Regions from separate parts of the Mus musculus genome. Here all the other regions are linked to region 1. Evidence: chromatin contacts called from public Hi-C data. All regions are on one chromosome and are shown on one strand. Each heading gives the region's core, a stretch centred on a gene start, on an enhancer-like site or on the middle of the called end of the contact. The rest is flanking DNA. Distances are from core to core; before and after follow the strand shown.

Evidence for each region. A called contact is a pair of places that touch in the nucleus more often than the background predicts.
Region 2: a contact with region 1 is called in a Hi-C map of the N1E-115 cell line, with 4 times the contacts expected there. The contact joins two enhancer-like sites. A contact is called at or near these places in 3 of 484 Hi-C or Micro-C datasets (the N1E-115 cell line, female germline stem cells and spermatogonial stem cells) and 1 of 115 datasets of contacts at active chromatin or transcription factors (embryonic stem cells).
Region 3: a Hi-C map of the HPC-7 cell line shows a contact between it and region 1, with 1.5 times the contacts expected there. The contact joins two enhancer-like sites. A contact is called at or near these places in 1 of 15 datasets of contacts at CTCF or cohesin (the NIH/3T3 cell line) and 1 of 484 Hi-C or Micro-C datasets (the HPC-7 cell line).

What each region holds. Positions count from the first base shown.
Region 1 is chr17:63,266,063-63,269,782 of GRCm38.p6, reverse strand. The region is part of intron 6 of Fbxl17 (F-box and leucine-rich repeat protein 17); the gene reads left to right. Among named protein-coding and RNA genes, the nearest start is that of Gm41607, 30 kb to the left of the region's middle. Within about 2 kb of position 1,857, at least 21 of the 459 cell types and tissues checked have an H3K27ac peak or open chromatin away from gene starts, as enhancers often do. A contact at or near this core is called in the HPC-7 cell line and the N1E-115 cell line, where this site is marked.
Region 2 is chr17:63,043,233-63,046,952 of GRCm38.p6, reverse strand. Fbxl17 (F-box and leucine-rich repeat protein 17) reads left to right here. Exons shown (of 9, transcript NM_015794.1): 9 at 1-1,004. Gm34324 (a long non-coding RNA gene) reads right to left here. Exons shown (of 5, transcript XR_876901.3): 2 at 3,548-3,661; 3 at 2,883-2,974; 4 at 2,137-2,240; 5 at 986-1,297. Among named protein-coding and RNA genes, the nearest start is that of Gm34324, 5.1 kb to the right of the region's middle. Within about 2 kb of position 1,687, at least 4 of the 459 cell types and tissues checked have an H3K27ac peak or open chromatin away from gene starts, as enhancers often do. A contact at or near this core is called in the N1E-115 cell line, where this site is marked.
Region 3 is chr17:63,091,399-63,095,118 of GRCm38.p6, reverse strand. The region is part of intron 7 of Fbxl17 (F-box and leucine-rich repeat protein 17); the gene reads left to right. Among named protein-coding and RNA genes, the nearest start is that of Gm34324, 53 kb to the right of the region's middle. Within about 2 kb of position 1,793, at least 35 of the 459 cell types and tissues checked have an H3K27ac peak or open chromatin away from gene starts, as enhancers often do. A contact at or near this core is called in the HPC-7 cell line, where this site is marked.

The DNA.
Region 1 (3,720 bases), core at 608-3,107:
AGCCAAGTCCCTGGTCCTCTGGCTCTTGCCTTCCTGTCTTCTGCCATGTTCCCTGAACCCTAGGCACGTGAGCATTTCCTGGATATATCCACTGGGACTTGGCTGTCTAAGTCTCCATTTCAGTTGTGGTTTTTCTGTACTGGTCTTGCTTTGATGCAAAGAACAGTTTAATAAGTATGTTTTGAGAATCAAAGAAAAGAGTAAAAAAAGAAGAAAGGGAGTAAATGGGGAGAGGAGGAGGAGAAGAACAAGGGGAGGGGAGGAGGGAGAGCCGAGGACCAAGTGCTTTGGAACTAAAGTGGTATCAGGTGGCTGATGAACAGTGGATGGCTAGCAGGCATTCCAGCGACCCTCACAGGCAGAGACGGCAGTGATGGCTTCTGTTCCGTGTCTAATTTGGAATAAGCTTACTGGACATAGAACACAAATGGAGCTTTTGGTTTTCAGTTGTTCCGTTCTGAAGTGGGTTGTTCTGCCATTATAGAGCAGTGTTATACCTCAGACACCATAAGGATAGGTAAAATGTGGTGAACTTGCAATCCTCAGACCTGCACTCCTTGTTTGGAGACGTGCCTTGAAGCCTCTTGCATGGCAGTCAAGTCACAGGCTACACTTGAGTAGTGCACTGATTTAGCGCTCAGGTCATGCATGCAGTAGTGGAGCTGGGTCTCAGTGGTGGAACTGAGGAAGTCCTAACGCTTTGAGAGTTTTGGTCTAAGTGTTTGAGTTTCTATGTAATTGCGGCTGCATTTTCACTACTGAGAAACCTCAGCTATTCAGCTTATTAAATAAAATGTTTCAGACATTCTCTATCTGCTTTTTCAGCAAAATTATGGAACATCTAGGGTTTATATATCTGAACTCGTTCTTTGAGGATTGCGTTTTATTTCCAGGAAGGTGCTTCCTTAAAGGAAAGCCACACTGCACGTGCAGGCACGGGGTGGTGAATGCTCTGGGCCTGGATCTCAGTGTTTGGAGGAGTTTATGGTTTGCTCACTCTGGAACTAGTCAGACTTAATTCTCTCAGGCTCCCCTGTGCACATAATAAGGACCAGAGGTAGAGGAAGCTGTCCAAAGCAAGCTCTGTGTTTTAATTAAGTGATGTTAACGTCAATACATCTCTGTTGTTAGAAGTGCTGAGATGTTAGCAGTTGAGGACGGTGTGCCCTAATGGGTTTACCATAACGAGCTCTGTTTGATTTACTCAATAGCTATGACAGGAACACAGGCAGCTGCTTCTCATTCCCTGGCTCCAAAGCAGTTGTAGTGATATGGTACATCCTGATTAAGTCACCTCTGTTGACTTTTCATTTTCTGGACTTTTCTTTCTAAATGTGGTGATGAAAAGGACTCTGGATTTCTCAGCATGAAAAATAAAACTGTAAGTAATAGAGACAGTCTGTTAAATACCTTCTAATAATGAATGTTTCTGAAGACTGCAGTGGTTTTCAAGAGCTTTGTACACTTCTTAGAGATTAGCACTGTCCTCATGAAAACTGTCAGTGCTAATCAAGTCAACACATTTAGGAAATACTTATACTTAAATACCATAACTTCAAAGTATTTTAATTTGATATATATGCCATGTATTCAAACAAACACCTTTAGGACAGTGTGGTGGTTTGAATATGAGTGATCCCCATAGGCTCAGATCTTTGATGGGTTAGGCATCAGGGAATGACAATATTTGAGAAAGATTAGGAGGTGTGGCTTTGTTGGAGAAAGAGTGTGTGTGTGTGTGTGGGGGGGGGGGGTGTTGAGGATTCAGAAACCTGTGCCAGGCACAGTTTCTCTTTACTTTCTTCCAGTGCGACCCCTCCCCCACACCTCCCAATTGTGAATCAGGATGTGGCTGCTTCTCTAACATCCCATTGTGCTTCTGCCTTGAGGATAACGAACTAAACCTCCAAAACTGTAAGCAAGCAAGTTAAATGCTTTCATTTGTAAGCCTTGAATGATCATGGTGTCTCTTCACAGTAGAGCAGTCACTCAGACACCAAAAGGAAGGCACTAACTTAGAGGGGACAGTTTCTGTATGAGACTGTTTCTACAGACCAAGGGAGTGTCCTCTATCTTCAAGATGTTTTTAGGTCCTCAGCACTGTAACCTTATTTTCAGGCATCTGCATGGGGGGAGTTTTAAAAGAACAGTGATCAACATTAGGAGTCACCAGCTCTCATTCTGTCTTCCCCCAGCTGTTAGGGGCATGGCGTCTTTTGAAACGAAGGAGGCAAAGAGACATCTGCTTTACCAGCTGGTTAGTTTAAGAGGAAGAAGAGGTCTGACTTCCTCCCTGGTCAGGCAGATCTCTCACTTGAATTACAGTTTCTGGCTTTCTAATGAAAATGATTCCCATTGTTACTCTTAACTGAGCTTATGTTTCTGCTTCATGCCTGTTGTGGCACAAAACATGTACATGAAAATCTATTAATACATACAATAAAAAGTAGCCTTTAATAATTATTTCCTCCCAAAATTGAAAAGTCCCCTTTGTTTGAAAAGTCCCCTTGTTTTTGCACATGCGCGCACACACACACACACACACACACACCACTCATTTCTCATTATCTTCTTTGACTTAAATATATGTACGTCACATTCATGTTTTCAAAATAAAATATGCATTCTTGTCTAGCCTAGATATAGACATATGCTAACTTGTTAAATTAACTCTAGGTCTCCTAATTAGTTTTTCTCCCTGCTTATAGAAATAAAAATTTTATTTTGAAGAACACAAATTAAAAGAAGAATAATTCATAACATTTTAAAGTTCATCTAGATGACAAAAAATGACTGGCGATCGTTATAGAAATTTGTCCCCCAGTTTATTAACAATTGTCCTTTTGACTTTGGCTGCCTCTAATTCTTTGTATTCATTCTATGAAAGTAAAAGATAGATTTTAGAGTCATTTACCTATGGCAGTATTTTTCCCTCTATTTTTCTTTTACTGAAAATCATTTCTTTTTTCATACAGTATATTCTGATATGGTTTCCCCTCTCACAACTTCTCCAAGTTTCTCCCTCACCTTTTTCCCATTAGAATTTACATCCTTTCTGTCCCTCCTTAGGAAGCAAGCAGGATATATATATATGTGTGTGTGTGTGTAAAATGAGGTTAACGATCTAAATATACCAGAATAGGACCAAACAGAGAGAGGGAGAGAACAAACCAGCCCTAGCAAAACCTTTTGAGACAGAGACCATCAAATGATGTCATTGGGTTTGCTTTACTTCAACCGTCTACTTCTGGGTATGGGGCCTGCTTTTAAGAGTGGTTCCTGTCCCCACTGAGACTCCCATGGAGAAAACTGAGTTTTCATTTGTAGTGATTATTAGTTGGAGGTAGCTTCTGGATTAGGCATGGGGGCTTGTGTTCACTTCTCTCAGTGCTGGGACTTCATCTGGCGCAGGCTTATGAAAGAACTGTGCATGCTGCCACAGTGTCTTTGGTTTCTATGTGCATCATTGATGGTGTGCTTAGACACCCTATTCTCTTCATACCTTCCATCCTCTTAGACTCTTGGCTTCCTTTTCCACAAGGTTTCCTGAACCCAGAGAAGAGGGCTTTGGTGCCATTTAGGACTGAGTGCTCACTCTCTGTATACTGTCCAGTTGTGAGACTCTGTATGTGTTTCCATTTGCTGCAGAAGAAAATTTCACTGATGATGGCTGGTCGAAATACTGACCTATATGTATGTCTATCAACATGAATAGAGCAG
Region 2 (3,720 bases), core at 438-2,937, 220 kb after region 1:
GTACATCTGGCCCCTGATCTCCGGTTCTTTGAATATCAGCAACTACTTCATGTCCTCATCTGTCAACTAGGACTAAAAAGTACAAACTAGTGGGTAAGGGGTCAGAAAACGTACATTCTGGCCCCTGATCTCTGGTTCTTTGTATATCAGCAACTACTTCATGTCCTCATCTGTCAACTAGGACTAAAATGACTCATGGGTGATGGGAGAAAATTGTGTGTAATAGCTGTGTGAGGTACTGCTGGCAGCCCCAGCCAACCCCCACCCCCACCCCTGGCCAGGCTGTAGGCTCCTTGACCTTTCCCTCTGACTCACACGGGGACATCCAAGGACAGTGTGATTTAGAGATGCAAAGGGAGGTATTAAGAGTTGGGCTTTGCATCCTTAATCTACAGCTTCCCTGAGCACCAGACACAAACTTGGCTTCAGTTCCCAGATTGGAGTTTCTTCCCCCCCCGGGGGGGAGGGGGGCTTTTCACAATCTTCGGGTGATCTGGACCTTAAAGCCACTGCCTCTACCATCTATCTCTACATCATCTTACCTTAGCCTATGGTTCTTCTTCCCCAAGCTGACACTCCCAAATTGGTAACTCTTGGCACATGATCTTCATCTTCTTGTGCCCATTCATTTTAGGCTGTATGATGTACTCGGTGACTGTCACCTTTTTGACACCTGAAGCTGTGATTTGAGACTTCTTGTACAACTGTCAGAGTGTTTGGGCCTTCTGTCCTGACTACTGGGTCAGGAGGAAAGGGTGTCCCACCCCTGTGATGTATTCCAGAATAGATCCCAAGTTCTCCCAGTCTGCATTTCAGATCATGCCCTCTTATTCCCCAGTCACAACAAATTGCCTCTGGTTAATTTGAGAAATGTCTGTATTTGGTGTTTCTGTAATTTTATTTTGTGTTTCAGTTGAGTAAGTGTTGCTGAATATCTGTAGAATGTGTGATAATTTTTGTAAAAAAAAAAAAAACTCAATAAAAGAAACATTACCATAGAAAAATATTTCATGTTGTGTAAAACACTTGGCTGAGAAAATGTTTTAATGTATTATATCAAAATTCCTCAGAGTCTTAACAGTTTCGAATACAGGAAAGAGCTCCATTTGGCACTGAAGGAGCCCCAACTAAACATTGCCAGGATGGGAGAAGGGCATGGGGTGGGTGTAGGGAGCCTGGATCAGAAAAATAGTTGACTTTCAGGAATCTTTGCTTCATTGATCAGAAGCCGCTCTTCAGTGGAACCAGCACTCGTCCATCTGTCTCCGTACTCCGTAACACTCATTCTTCCCGGTTCCTTAGGAAACACATTGATGAGTAATACATCTAACCTGCCTTCCTGTGGCTTCCAAGCTAGCGAAGGACTGCATACAGGGACATCAATTTATCTGGTCATCTAAATGAGGGCTGGTGGGAGGCAGGCGCTGTGCAGGATGGCAGGAATAAAGTGAAAACAGACGTGAACTCTGCCCTCGAACTTGGCAGGTCACCGGTGAGAAGGCCTGTTCACAAGGAGCCATGGAATAACGTCAACTATGGTGAGTGCTACCTTTCAGCTTTCAGGAGTTTATATCCAGTATCTCACCGCACCCCATGAGCCCTTTTTCGTGGACTCATGTAAAATGTTAGAGATGCAAAGGTCAGACCGGCCGTCTGTTGCTCACACAGCCAACTGAACTGACCTGTGTCTCATCCCTAGCCCCGCCCCTCGCCTCTCCCCTCTCTCTCCAGCTAGCCTTTCAGACCGCTCCCATAGTAAATGCTCAATTAACAATTTTCACAGGGAATGGGCTGGACCTGCTGTTCGCTGGTTGAATCTTAGGATGCATTCCTTTCCGTCTCATAATTTTATAACCTCCTAACCTTAATCACAACTTGAGCTGCCTCTAACTGCACTATAGAAAGAAACTGAAACAGCATTCCCTCTACAAAAATGGGTACATTTCTCTGTATTAAACTACATGTCAAAGCCTTCCTCTTAGGTGCTACAAAAGGGCAAATCCAGACGACAGACCACAGACATCAGACACATTCTGAGAAAACATTTGCTTATGAAAGGTGGAGACATCTGCCACCAAACTCTACTTCCAACTTTTTTTTTTTTTTCTGCTTTTGCTGATCTTTCCCTTCTCTTACCTGTCACTGGAGGCACTGAGCTGGCAGTCTCTGAGAGCCACTGATCCATGCTGAGACAGAGTCTGTGGCTTGTGGACCATGACTTCTCTCAGTTCACACCAGTCCTATAGCAAAGAAATGAGCGTTACAATAAACTCTAGACTCAGATCGCTGGGGAGAGAAGGAAGCAGACCAGGTAAGTCGTGTTCTGAAAGACCGACTGATGACCCACTGACCTATATAAATGCAACAGCCATCGAGGCAACCCTGGAAGAAGTACCACAGAAAAACCCTAGGATATTAGAGTCTTAATATTCTCTGAAAGAGGCCGTAAGAAAACTGTTCTGGAACTTAAATGCATTGGTTTTTGTTCATTTTTTTTTTGCATAAAAATAACCTAACATTGGAGTAAAAGAAATAGGAAGTATATCAATTTTTAATAAATACAAGCCACAAGATAAATTTAATAAATTATAAATGATAAAATTATTGAAAAATTAAATATTAAACATTCACACATAAAAATGTAGAACATTTATTAATTAGGGCCTTTTTCAGAGTAATCCTTGTGCTCTTGGTGGCCTTGGCTTTCTCAAACAGGCAGCGTTGTAGAACTGCTGGATCTGAATGGTTAGTCACACAAAGGGGAAGATAGTCTTGGTCACTTCTGCAGAGCGATCAGTACAGAGCAGGTCTAATATGGCTTTGGGAAAGGGGCTAGAGAGAGAGACCACAGGGCCAGTGGTATGACTCTCTGGCTTGCATACCTGCAGAATAGGTGAAAAACGCCATCCATTCTGTTTGGATCTCCAAATGTGGGGAAGAGAAGCCATCCTTTGACACATTGTTTTGCAGAAACCTAGAAAGCCCGAGCAGAGATGGCGAGTGGTTTTCAAGGAAGGCAAATTCTAAAGCCAAGTACCCTTATTCTGTGTCTCAGGCTTGAACAACATTGGCATTAAGAACAATAGGGGGGGTGGGCTGGAGAGATGGCTCAGCAGTTCAGAGTACTGACTGCTCTTCCAAAGGTCATGAGTTCAAATCCCAGCAACCACATGGTGGCTCACAACCATCTATAGTTGAGATATGATGTCCTCTTCTGGTGTGTGTGAAGACAGCTACAGTGTACTTATATATAATAAATAAGTCTAAAAAACGAAACAATATATATAAAAATATATATATATATATAAAGAACAATAGGGGGAACAGCAGAAAAGAGGTCAAAAGTCTGTGTTCCTCCTTAGATTGTTGTGGAAACTTCTCTCTTTACTTTGAAACTCACATGCTTATTCCTGTACCCTCCACTTCCCCACACCCTACAGTGTGGAAACATGACTTCCTTTATGCCTTGGGTTGCAGCATCACTGCAGGCTACTCGTGAAGTCACTGTGGCTCTATGTGTCCTCTCAGGTTGTCTGATGGTGCTTACCAGTGTGTGTTCATCTCCTCCTGGGGAGGAGCATGTGGGCCAGTTCTCAGCGTGACTGCCGTCAGCAGAGCCCCTCGATGATGTTGTCACGATGTCAGTCAGCTGTAGCCTCAGCTGCGGAAACCGTATCACTCATCACCGGCCATCCCTTTCAGGGAAGTGGAACAAGACAT
Region 3 (3,720 bases), core at 544-3,043, 170 kb after region 1:
TTTCATGACCCTGACAAGGTACCTGTCCTTAGTAACCTAACAGGAGGAGAGGCTCGGTGGGCTCCTGGCTTTGGATGTCTCAGCCATAGTTGTTCAGCCTGGTACCGAGTCTGGGCCAGTGGTGAAAGAGCACATTGTGACAGGAATGGGTGGCAGAACAAGCTGCTTGTCGTGTTGTTACCCGGAGCCAGTGACAGACAGAGTTAGTCCACCCAGCATGCGGCCCAGCAGAGCACCCTCTGCGCTGTCTCCTTCTAGTAAGTCCTGCTCCTGACATCTGCAGACCCATTCAAACTAGTGCTACCAGCTGGAGACAAAACCTTCCACATATGAGCTGTTTGAAGGGACACCTCATCTCTTAAACACAGCATACATACCCTCTCTCTTTGTTGCATACTCTGTTAATGCTTTTCCAATCTCTTATTCTTTTCCTTTTCCTCTTGTTTTTTAAGCTTACAGTTTGGTCCCTATAATGGGGTGTCTTACTTCTGGAAATGGGCGTTACTGAAAGACAGACATTAGAAAGTAGACTCCCAGTGGCATGCAAATGTTCTGGAAAAAAAATAAGAGAGGAAATCAGAAACAAAAAGAAGACTGATAGTTTAATGTTCTGTTTTCTTCCAGTTCTCCACCAGACCACAAGATCTCAAGTTGAAAGGCTTTGAATTTCATGCTATTTTCTTTGATTTGCTAATGTCAGAGGCATACCCATGAGGAAAAATTTCCAAAATAACGCACATTCCATGGGAGCCCAAGTCACAGATGCTCTGGCTGCAGTGAGGGGCGCGTAGCGGAGCTACACATCCACATTTAGAGGGAGATTATGCTTTTGCCACTGGACCCCAGCATTTGAGAGGTTGAATATTAACACTAGTAAGTGTGCTTGTCCGGAGTGCTCTAGGCTCAGTGAAAACCCACCGATGGGAACACAATGCAGAGGCCTTTGGCTTATGTTCTAGTAAAACTCGGGAACTGCTCTGGCCACAACCCTTTGAGCCTGTCATCTCCTCAAAGACATGTGCAGTCAGCATAGTGGCTGACATCCCTAAGCTGCCCAGTTAGTGTCTTAAAAGCAGAAGAGTGAGTACCACTCTGCAGGATAACAGAACCCCTTCTGGGTGCATATAATTGCAGTGTACATTTTTAGATAAGCAGGTTACAGAATGCTAACAAGCAAGGTCTTTATGCTGTATTGTGATGGGCGGACATGACCAAGGCCAATCTATTCCCTACTCTGGAATTTATATGGAGTGGAGGAAACCAGTGTATTCCCTGCAAAACAACGATACTTAGACAACCATGGACACGAAAAACAACCTGGTAGAAATCCATATAAGAAATTTTAAGTCCAAATGATATGATTTTTTCTATGTATTTATTTATTTAGCATAACTATAAATTAAAACAGGACCTTGTGTGTGTTAAGCAAGCACCATAGCATCGGGCCACACCCACAACCATTAGCTCTTATTTTGTGACAGGGCCTCGCTAGGTTGGCCAAACTGGCTTCAAATTCACCATGTGTCCCAGGCTGCCCCAAACCCATGATTTTGCTTCTCTACTTCCAGAAGCATTAAAGTTGGAGGTGTTTGCCACCACACCCAGCTCTTTTGACATTCTTAAGATCTCCTTTTCTTCCCCCCTACATCCACCATCAACAAATGCTGTGGTTCTCACCCTGGATATCTGCGTCTCACTTCCTGCTTAGAAAACAGCAACAGCCTCCCCCACCCTCTGCAGTCTCTCTGCCTCTCTTCTTACTCCCAGCCCAGAACTCAGAGCAGCTTTGATGATTTGGGGTAATTCCACCACTGCTCTGGCACACACATTCCAACAGGTTCCTATTTCCTTTAGCGCCGAAGCCGATACTGTTAGGTGACCTGCAAGATGATTTTTCTGACTCTTGTCTTTTCATTAACTTGGTGATCTCATCTAGAATGGGCCAGCCTTCCTCCCACCTCGGGGACTTCCTTTGCAATCCTGCCTGTGTGGATGGCTGTCTCTTAAGTATCTGTAAGGCTTGCTCGACCCACCTTCAGGCACTGGTCCCATGTCGCTTACCCTGTGAAGGGTTGGAGCACTCCCAGCCATAGTTCCTCTTTTATTTTCCCCTAACAGAATTGTCACCTGACAAATGGTATGCTCTAGTTAACTTAATATAAGCTGTAGTGAGGCAGGGGATTGGGTCCTTTATTCTTAGTCTCTAAAAGAGTACTTGGCACATAGTAGGCACTCAGGGTAGGTTGAAAGGAACAGCAGTGCTCTCTGTTTTCACTTTGTTTCTGCTTCAGGAAGCACCCAGTATTTGCCTGACCCGTGCATCTGCACAACCTCCGTCCTCCTCGCTGACTGCCTTACGGGGTCACACGAGTGTTTGTAGCTCGTGCCTACTTAGAACTGATGCTCTCTTTAGGGTAGCTAGAAAATTAAGTTCAGAAAGGTAAACTGACATTGAAGCTCTTCTCCATATTAGCACATTAACGTACTCTAAACCTGAATTCAGTTCTCATAAAGTGAAGATATCTAATATAGTGTCAAGATTTTGGAAAGGATATATAATTCTTTTTTTATTTGCTATTTTTTATTAGATATCTTCTTTATATACATTTCAAATTTCAAATGCTATCCCAAAAGTTCCCAATACCCTCCCACCCACTCTGCTCCCCTACCCACCCACTCCCACTTCTTGGCCCTGGCATTCCCCTGTACTGGGGCATATAAAGTTTGCAATACCAAGGGGTCTCTCTTCCCATTGATGGCCGACTAGGCCATCTTCTCCTACATATGCAGCTAGATACACGAGCTCTGGGGATACTGGTTAGTTCATATTGTTGTTCCACCTATAAGGTAGCAGACCCCTTCAGCTCCTTGGGTGCTTTCTCTAGCTTCTCCACTGGGGACCCTGTGTTCCATTAATAGATGACTGTGAGCATCCACTTCTGTATTTGCCAGGGACTGGCATAGCCTCACAAGAGACAGCTATACCAGGGTCCCTTCATCAAAATCTTGCTGGCATATGCAATAGTGTCTGGGTTTGGTGGCTGATTATGGGATGGATCCCCAGGTGGGGTAGTCTCTGAATAGTTCATCCTTTCGTCTTAGCTCCAAACTTTGTCTCTGTAACTCCCTACCGGAAGATCCAGCAATACCTCTCCTGGGCATATACCAAGAAGAAGTTCCAACTGGTAGTAAGAACACATGCTCCACTATGTTCATAGCAGCCTTATTTATAATAGCCAGAAGCTGGAAAGAACTCAGATGTCCCTCAACAGAAGAATGGATACAGAAAATGTGGTACATTTACACAATGGAGTACTACTCAGCTATTAAAAACAATGAATTTATGAAATTCTTGGACAAATGGATGTGTCTGGAGGATATCATCCTTAGTGAGGTAACCCAATCATAAAATAAGTCATTAGATATGTACTCACTGATATGTGGATATTAGCCCAGAAACATAGAACACCCAAGATACAATTTGCAAAACACAAGAAAATCAAAGAGGGAAGACCAATGGGAGAATATACAATTCTTTAGTACATGTATTTATACATGTTGGAATAAGACAGAGTTATTGAACCAGAGATTTTACAATCTCTGCTAAGTTTGTTTGTTTGTTTGTTGTTTGTTTGTTTTTGCTTTTTCTTCTTCTTGTTCTTCTTCATTTTGAATTCATCAGGCACGGCACCAGTGAGACTCAGAGCATGGCAGCAAGGG